3 separate regions of the Mus musculus genome follow, and regions 2 and 3 are each linked to region 1. The links are chromatin contacts, called in public HiChIP or PLAC-seq maps. All regions are on one chromosome and are shown on one strand. Each heading gives the region's core, a stretch centred on a gene start, on an enhancer-like site or on the middle of the called end of the contact. The rest is flanking DNA. Distances are from core to core; before and after follow the strand shown. Region 1 overlaps Rapgef6 (Rap guanine nucleotide exchange factor (GEF) 6). Region 2 overlaps Lyrm7 (LYR motif containing 7). Region 3 overlaps Fnip1 (folliculin interacting protein 1).

Region 1 (2,970 bases), core at 295-2,794:
TAAAGTAAGAATTATTCTCTTAAACACTACAGTATTTTGCCTTAGAGAAAGTGGCCGATTATGAAATTCCTTTGGTGACTAAAAGAAGAAAGTGAAAGAAACCAGTAGTTTTGTATAGACAAGACATAGGATATTGTTGAATAATTACTGAATAATAGAGCCAGGTCTCATTTTACATGTTTTTTTTTTTATTGTTGTTCAAAGTTAACTTATAACTATCCTTTTAAAAAGATTATAACACCTTTCTTTTCCTCTATAGCTTGACTCATGGTATGTCATTTTAAATGGCACTGTAGAAATTAGTCATCCAGATGGGAAAATAGAAAATCTCTTCATGGGAAATAGTTTTGGGATTGTCCCCACGCTGGATAAGCAGCACATGCATGGAGCTGTCAGGACCAAAGTCGATGATTGTCAGGTACGCCTGCTCTGCTCGGTGCTCTCTCTCCTTAGTGATGAAAATGGCGGAGCTGCTTTTCTCTCTCTTGCTCAAAATTAAACAGCATTAGTTGAGAATTAGGATTTTCTATAGCCTGCAGTTAACAAGAGAAAGTAGATTTTATATTTTTCTCAAATTTTGTTGACTTGAGCAAAGTATAAATTTTTAAGAGAATGTTTCAAATAAATGTTGGTTTGTTTGAGCATTCAAACTCTTATTATCCAGTTCAGGCTGTTTTCAAAAAAGGAAGGAAATAGGAACTTGTGAGTTGTTTGTTTCTAACTTACTCCTGCTTCATGATTTCTTTGCATAGTGTCTGTTTGAGAGAAGTGGATGTTCACTTCTCCTTTTAGAGCAGAATTCAGAAGATTCCACTTTGGTCTCTGTGTGAATTGTTTACCTTGATTTTTGTTTAGAGTTAACAAAATTGAATGAGAAAGAGCTTATGCCGCTTGATTTCTTGCCGTTGTGCTCTGCCTTGGTGCATAGTGATGTGTTTATGTACTATAGGTTCCTTAACTGTCCCCATGTTATTCTTGGACAGTTTGTCTGCATAGCTCAACAAGACTATTGGAGAATTTTAAATCATGTGGAAAAAAATACTCACAAAGTTGAGGAAGAGGGAGAGATTGTCATGGTACATGAGCACCGTGAGCTAGACCGGAGCGGAACCAGGAAAGGACACATTGTAATCAAGGTGGGTGTTTTTACTTTTTGTTCTAGAAACTGCATTCAGATCTTTCATCTTGCTTTAAAAATAGGCTTTAGACCACTTTTATGAGTAATGTAAAATTCTTCACTAGCTTGTTGATGTCTAATTGTTTCTTACACATCTGAATGATAAGGGGTAATTATTGCCATTTAGTATCCAAATTGATATAATATTATTTTAGATTATACTGATCAAATCTTATTTTTTTACATATGTAAGACCTTGATAGTGGGTGTTAGCAAGAAGAAAGCAAGCAATTTTAGTGGGGAGACAGGAAAAGGAAATTTAAAGACTAGCCACAAACACACAGAGTCCACAGTGAAGGTGCAGAGCTCTTGTTAGCTTGAAATGAGCTGTGGCTTCTCTGAACCTTTCTTTAAATTGAAAACGGAAGAGATACAGGAAGTGAAGTTATGACTGAGTGAGGAAAATCTGGAGTTTTAGTATTATTACACTCAACACAGCAATCTCTGTATTTCCTTCTCTGTATCTCCAATATTCTTTGTCATTCCAGTCTCTATGAAGACCCCCTAGATATAAAGTAAGTCAAGTATAATTGAAACTAAAATACACGTTTCTCTTTTTAAGCTAGCCTTATTTGCAAAATATGTCATTATTAATTGGCAGATGGACAACTTAATAGCATAGAGAGGAAATACAAGTGATGCCATGTCAGTTTTTTCCTGGGAATTGAATTCTTAGAACTGTCTCTTAGTATAAGTTTTGTGTGCAGAAAAGGTGAGTATGGCTGGGTATGGTGGTTACACACCTGAATCATTCCCACACTAAGATAGAAGCAAGAGAATCCTGAGTCCAAGAGTAGCTTCAGCTGTATAAAGCAAGTTCAAGGCCATACTCAGCTATATGAAATTGTCCCCCCCACCCCCAAAAAAAGAGAAAAGAAAGGAAAACATAAATAGAATACATAGACTAATTCATATTATCATTTTGTCTTTGGCAAAGACCCCTGTATTTTAATAATTTAAAACTTATAGAAAAGTTTAAGAAATAAAGTAGGGAGATGGCTCAGTTTAGTTAGGGCTTATCAGACAAATGCAAATATAGGGACCTGAGTCTGTCAGAACTCATATAAAAAAAAAATCTGGGCACATTGATGTGTGCCTGTAATTGGAGCAGTGGGGAAGCAGAGGTGACCAGCCAGCCAGCTGAATTCATGAGTTAGGGGTTTGGGCTGAGACTCTGTCTTAAAACATAGTGGAGAATATTTGAGTAAGATATCCAAAATTGACCTTTGGCCCACACATACCCATGTACACATGAACAATAAGAAGTTTCAAGAATAATACAGACAGCTCTAAGTTGCATCGGCCCCTTTTACATCAGTCTTCTTTTGAATTGTTTGAGATAGTTTACAAATACAATGTCTCACCATTCCTAAAGCAAAAGTTTTCTTACATAAACACCATAGAGTTCTCCAATAATGGAAGGACACATTGTTAAGATAATACAGTCAATTTGAGGTCCCTAGTAAATTCTCACTAGTGGTTCCAGTAATTTATTTCTTGTCTGGATTCTCATCTAAGAACGTAGTTGTATTTCATTGTTGTGCCACTTTGGACCACTCCAGTTGCCTGATCTTCTTTTGTTATTCATATCCCCAGCAGACTTAAAGAATCTTATATCCTGTCACATTTACCCATGGCCAAACTACACTCATGTTTTCCATAAAGGAATATCACTATGATTAACACTGCTCTGTGTGTTTGGTGCAGTGTTGACACTTTCCTCTAGGGAAGCTAATATGATGACCTACGTCCATATGCGAGGATCTTTTTTTCTGTGACGTCACCATTTATGA
Region 2 (2,970 bases), core at 307-2,806, 210 kb after region 1:
CAATTCCCTCTCCTGACCTCTGCAGGCACGGCACTGCATACACACCTGGTGCATAGACATTTAAGCAGGCAAAACACCCATACATACAAAACAAAAAGGGGAACGTTGTCTTTGTAAGAATGCAGAGAAATACACTACATAATTATTTGTTAGCCGCAAAAATAACCACGGGACTTTGGGAAACAATGGCTGCTTTTAGACGAGAGCTGGAAGAAAAATGTTAATTTTTTACCAACTTAATATTTTGGGGATTAAACATCAATTTAATGTAGCATTTTATATTTAGCTATGTATGTCCCATGAGATGAAAAGTCACCAATTTGGTAAGGTGCTTCATTGGCAAACAGCTTTGGAAGACCAAAAGACCTACCAAAGGGAAAGAGAGGAGCGTCCTGCCTCCCCAGGCCTTCAGTTGCCCATGTCAGTGAAAGGCATGTCTATCTCCTCTGTAGCCCTCAGCCTGTCGCTCATTTGCAACGTGCGCTTCAGAGAGAAACATGTGCATGTCCAGGACCGTTGCCAGGTATGTATTTAAAGTGGGAAGGAGCAGAGATGGGTTTATCCTGGAAGCTTTACTGCTTCTGGGTTGGCGCATCACAGTACGGCACATTTTCTGTGAGAAGATCTTTCCTGGGGACCAGTTCTAAAAGGAACAGAGAAATGAGCGGTTAAGACGGTTAGAGCTCCAGTCACTACTTATCTTAAAGTAGACCTGGGGCCGGCACATCCGTCTCCCCAGCAGTTCTAACCGTGAGTTGTGTAATTTGGGAAGCATGCACTATTCTACAGACATTTTATTTCAGCTGATGTCTGAGGTGACTATGTGAGTCTAAATGGAAACATTTAATACGATCTTCATTCGTGTTACAAAAAACATATACAACCAAATCCTTTATCATTTCATTAAACACAACTAATAAATGACTGAATGGAATTAAGCTAAAAACACACTAATCTGTCAATGGCTCTTTAAAAATGTCACCTATGAATGATTTTTGAGACAGGATCTCATGTAGCTCTGGCTAGCCTTGAACTCCCCATGTAGCTGAGGCTAACCTTGAACTCTTGATTCTCTAGCCTCCACTTCCCAACAATGGGGTTACAGGTGTACCACACCATGCCTGGATACTTGAAAAATTTTATAGAAAGCAAGACATCACTCTCATAATTCAGACATTCCAAATTTATAGAATGATTCCCCTCCCCTCCCACAACTGCCCTTCTCCTTCCCTCCCTTCCTTCTTGTTCCTGGGCCTTGGGAACCCAGGGCCTCACAGGCTGCAGAGTGTATACTCTACCACTGAGCTACACCCTGTCCCCTAGAACAATGGCTCCTCACCGAAGGAGTCTTCAGATATACCACTTAGGGGATGCTACCAAAAATTTACTGGGCAGGAGCCAAGGATGCTAACTGTGGTGTGAAAGACAGTCTGGGGCAGAGAGGGTTATACTTCATGGCAGAGTGACAGCAGTGTCTCCACTGAGACACACAGTGACAGTGGTGTCCCCACTGAGACACACTGCTGAACAGCCAACTGCTGACTGCTAGGCAAGACAGCGTTGGGGCCTCAGAGATTACTCATCGGTTAAAGTGCTTACTACAGGAAGAGTTCAGATCCCCTAGGAAGATGAGCCTTGTCAGGGAACTGAGTGCCGAACCAAGAAACCCTGCTTCAATGAAACAAAAAAGAAGGCGGGCAATTCCCACTATTAGGTTCAGGGGTGCACATGCACCCATACACACAGAAAAATGGAAAAGGAAAAAAAAAGAGAGAAAGAGAAAACTGCCCACATCTGCTGACGTGTGCCTATAATCCCAGGAATCATGGGCAAAGGCAGTGAGACCTGCACTCAAGTCCAGCCTGCAGTACATAGCGTGGCCATGGCTGGTCTGCACTGTGGTGAGACCCTGTCTTAAAGGCCCTGGGTCTAATACTCAATACTGAAAAACAATTAAAAAGAAAAAAGGCAGTGAGATACATCACCCACCCCCCTTTCTTGGGAAGAGCAGGACCCAGCTAGGCCATCCTCACAGCCTCAATGTGATGGCTCACATTTGTAATCTTAACAGTTTGCAGGATAAGACAAGAGGATCGCCGTCACTGTGAACAGAGTTTGAGCTATACAATGAGTTCCAGACAAGCCTAGTTAAACCTGTCTCAACAAAAGCAGGGTTGGAGATGTGCCTGGATTAGTAAAGTGCCTGCCTCCATGCACAAGGCCCTGTGCTCACTCAGCCCAGCTGCTGTGGTGGGACATACTTCTAATCCTGGCACTCAGGGTAGAGAAAAGAGAATCAGAAGTCAGCTACCCAGGGAGTTTAAGCCAGCCTGGGCTATATGAAATTCTGTGTCAAACAAGAGAGCAAATGCCCCCCTAACCACTCTTCCCAGAGCCTGCCTACAATCTTTAGAGGTAGTGATGAAAGATAAGTAACTGCTCCAGACTCAGGAAACTCAGCAGCACCCTGGACCACAGGGGAAAGGGGTTCCTCCTACTAGAAAGGGCATTGTTAACTGGGTAGTGGTGGGTGTGCCTTTAGTCCTAGCACTCGGGAGGCAGAGGCAGGCAAATCTCTGAGAGGCCAGCCTGGTCTACAGGGTGAGTTTCAGAACAGCCAGAGTTATACAGAGAAATCCTGTCTCAAAAAACAAATAAACAAAACCAAAACAAAACACCAAAGAAACAAACAAAAAAACAAAGGGCCTTATTAGGAGGAAAGAAAAAATTTAAACAATGGTATTCCATGAATCCCCTAGTTTTGATAATTAAACTATAGTTAAGGACTGTCCTTCATATTCAAGGAATGTGCATTCAGGGGACAGGGCATGATGGCTCACACCTTTATTTCCAATGCTCAGAAGACAGACAGAGGGAGGTAGATCTTTCAGAGTTTGAGGCTAGCCTGGTCTACATATCAAGTTCCAGGACAGCCAGAGCTATAGAATGAAACTCTGTCTCAGAGAAAAA
Region 3 (2,970 bases), core at 243-2,742, 170 kb before region 1:
CTCTATACTATTAGAATTTACTTTCCTATGGATAGCCCTGAGTTATTATCTATTTCGTTTCATCTGGGCTGCTCTTCAATTGGTGAGCTGTCAGGGCCATGCTTTCTGGATTCCTAATCCATGGTGTCTTTTCTCCTCCTCTGTCTTCTTCTCTCTCCCTTCGTGGTCTTCTTCACATCAAGGCCAGGAACATCAAGTCTTGTCTATCTCAAATCTGCTCAACTATAGGCTGTAGGCATCTTTATTTACCAATCAGAAATAACTTGGGGGCAAGGTCACAAAGTGTCACTTGGGTCTACATGTGGACTCTTCTCTCATCTCTGGGGCAACCAGGTCTCAGGAGTCCACATTACAATATGTAGCAACAGACCAAATGTCATCATGCATAAAAATTCAGATTTAACTAAAAAACAGAAATAACTAGCAATAATATTATCCTCAGGCATTTTACAAGTCCAGCATAAAAATGTTATGATTAACTAATTAGGTTGGATTTTTTTAATTAATTATTTCTTAGCCTTACTATTTTGTTACATGTGGGTAAGATCCTTTGAGAGTTTATATTTTCTTTCTGCTGAATTCTCCAGTTGAATACCTGGTCATGTCTTCACATTTTAACTTAAAATTTCAGAGGAAAGATTGTTTAGCTTTCTGAAGGCATAGCATGAACAATCAAATAACTGTTTGCAGGAAAACAGCCTCGTTGTCTTCTGGTACCAGTTGGTCTTATGTCGACTTGTCTTCTGTCTCCTATCTTATTTGTAGTAGTTTGGAATGAGAAACACACACTAATAATGTTTTACTGCAGCTTAGCTATGCATTAGAATCTTTCTTGCTTTTTTAACTTGGGCTTCTGAGAAACTGATAGTTTACATAGGTCAAATCCATTGTAATTCTTTAATATAGAAATCATAGATCCTGTATGGAAATGTTCTTGTTTGTTCTGATACTGATAATATATGTGATATTCTAAATTATGACTTAGTTGAATATAGTTTGTGATCCTCAGAGGTTACTGAGTGCATAAGTAAATGTTTATTATTATCACATATTTGGCTCTCTAGATCCCTTCCTCAAGAAAAGTGCTTCCCTTAGGCGAATGCTTAATTCAGGTGGCTGTTCCTTAAAATATTTCTGATTTATACTAAAAATTATTGGTCTCGAAGAAATTTGCAAGTCCTTAAAATTATATTGACAATTTCAGTTGTATACCAATTCTTGTTTTGGTGTTCAGTAGCTGTTTAACTCATCAGCATGCAGAACCAAGTGTTGGGGCACTATATTTCATACAAGGAGGAAATGACCTTCGTGATGTGAATCGAGTACTCTTGTAGTAACAGAAAGCCATGTGAGTTTTCAAAAAGAAAATCTTAACAAAATGTAATAGAAAAATATGAAATGAGTCAGATGAGTAACTCTAAGATGTATGGTTTTCAAGTTAGCCTGTTCTTCAAAGTCTCACCCCTAAGACTTGCTTGGTGGTGTTAGCACCAAGGAGAAACCACAGCTGGCATATTGCCTTTATGCTGTTTGAAAAATGACTCTTTGTTTTCAAGAATGTAAAGGAGTGGTAGATCTATTTTAAAAACTGATGTCTAGGAAAGGGTTTTGCTTGCTTTTACACTAAAATATTTTCTTAAGTATTATACAGTTTTTACCCAAATGTAAACAGTTAAATTATGAAGAGGAAAAAAGCATCATCCCAACATAGAAATTATAACTAGGACAAAAACGGCATTACAGAAAGAAGGAAAGCCCATTTCTTAGAGCAGAGGACATTCCATTGTTACATTTTAAGAAATGACTTACAGTTATTATGCTTTACAGTTTATTAACATAGATTCATGTTTGAAGAATTTGATATGAAATAGTAATATAGAGAAGGAAAATGAGAGAATGGAAGGGAAAAAAAAGCTAATCTGAAAGAAAAACAGAAATGGCACACCTGAAAAAGGAGGATATCTTTCTGTCTGTCTGTCTGTCTGTCTGTCTGTCTGTCTGTCTGTCTGTTTAAGCATGGTCTCTTTCCGTGCCATTGGCTGACCTGGAACTCACAGAGATTATTCTGTCTCTATCTCCCGAAGTTGGGATGAAAGACCTGTGAACCACAATGGCTGAGAATACCTTTTTTATTTATTTATTTTTTTAATTATATAACCTTACTGAAAACCATGTTTGTAAAGCAAGCTAAAATCTATTTGAATTACCTGTGAAGACAGCAGGAAATCTTTTGTTTCAAACAAATTTTTTGTTTATTCAGAAGTAGTTTTAACATAGATCTAAATGCCAGTGGTACAGAGAAAGGTGGGGGAGGATCAGAAAGGAGGAAGGGAAAAAGATATAGATCAGAATCATTTGAATTTACTTTTCTTTTTACTAGCTTAAATTTCCAAACTACCATTAAGAATCAGTGTTGAGCCAAGGGTATATATATGGATTATTGGAGGGCATTTGCCTATCGTGTTTAAGGATCTCTGAGATTAATTTCCAGTACCACAAAATTAATTACTCAATTTAAAAATTAAGCTTTTTTTTTTTTTTTTTTTTTGCAACCATCCCAAATTTATAGTCTTCCTTCACACTGTGTCTCTAGCTTGTCTCTTGGCTAGACACATATTTTCTCTGTGGAATCCTATCAGAGAATGGCATTCTTAATTGGTTTCCCTATAAACTATTTTTTTGGTGTCCTGGTAAACCCATACTGCTTCTCAGATAAAAGCATTTAAATATTTTTAAATTAAGACTATTAGTAGTGTGATTATTTTATTCTATACATGGAAGTGTTTTACCTGTATGTATGTATGTTATGTCTGGGCACCATATCCTGGTGCCATTGAAGTTCAGGAGAGAATGTGCAGACCCACTAAGACTGGAGTAACAGATGATTGTGAGCCACCATGTAGGTACTAGGAATCTAGTGCTTTTAACCCTTGAACCATATCTCCAACCCCTGTTTTATAAATTCTTAGA

The links. HiChIP or PLAC-seq counts read pairs in DNA pulled down with a chosen protein or histone mark.
Region 2: a contact with region 1 is called in an H3K4me3 HiChIP or PLAC-seq map of bone marrow-derived macrophages, with 4 times the contacts expected there. The contact joins two enhancer-like sites. A contact is called at or near these places in 1 of 15 datasets of contacts at CTCF or cohesin (CD8 T cells), 8 of 484 Hi-C or Micro-C datasets (ECoMG myeloid progenitors, the HPC-5 cell line, bone marrow-derived dendritic cells and 4 more), 5 of 115 datasets of contacts at active chromatin or transcription factors (bone marrow-derived dendritic cells, bone marrow-derived macrophages, effector CD8 T cells and 2 more) and 2 of 9 other capture datasets (liver and pancreatic islet).
Region 3: a BATF HiChIP or PLAC-seq map of CD8 T cells shows a contact between it and region 1, with 5 read pairs. The contact joins two enhancer-like sites. A contact is called at or near these places in 2 of 39 promoter capture datasets (the 3T3-L1 cell line and liver), 3 of 115 datasets of contacts at active chromatin or transcription factors (CD8 T cells, effector CD8 T cells and memory CD8 T cells) and 3 of 9 other capture datasets (adipose tissue, liver and pancreatic islet).

Annotation. Positions count from the first base shown.
Region 1 is chr11:54,625,602-54,628,571 of GRCm38.p6, forward strand. Rapgef6 (Rap guanine nucleotide exchange factor (GEF) 6) reads left to right here. Exons shown (of 29, transcript NM_001252494.1): 10 at 260-418; 11 at 984-1,136. Among named protein-coding and RNA genes, the nearest start is that of Rapgef6, 100 kb to the left of the region's middle. Within about 2 kb of position 1,545, at least 34 of the 459 cell types and tissues checked have an H3K27ac peak or open chromatin away from gene starts, as enhancers often do. A contact at or near this core is called in CD8 T cells and bone marrow-derived macrophages, where this site is marked.
Region 2 is chr11:54,840,560-54,843,529 of GRCm38.p6, forward strand. Lyrm7 (LYR motif containing 7) reads right to left here. Exons shown (of 5, transcript NM_029327.5): 5 at 1-643. The coding sequence ends at 573. Among named protein-coding and RNA genes, the nearest start is that of Gm31490, 18 kb to the right of the region's middle. Within about 2 kb of position 1,557, at least 10 of the 459 cell types and tissues checked have an H3K27ac peak or open chromatin away from gene starts, as enhancers often do. A contact at or near this core is called in bone marrow-derived macrophages, where this site is marked.
Region 3 is chr11:54,453,204-54,456,173 of GRCm38.p6, forward strand. All of the region lies in intron 1 of Fnip1 (folliculin interacting protein 1), which reads left to right. It overlaps LOC115487771 (a long non-coding RNA gene), which reads left to right. Exons shown (of 2, transcript XR_003949675.1): 2 at 1-2,970. Among named protein-coding and RNA genes, the nearest start is that of Fnip1, 17 kb to the left of the region's middle. Within about 2 kb of position 1,493, at least 6 of the 459 cell types and tissues checked have an H3K27ac peak or open chromatin away from gene starts, as enhancers often do. A contact at or near this core is called in CD8 T cells, where this site is marked.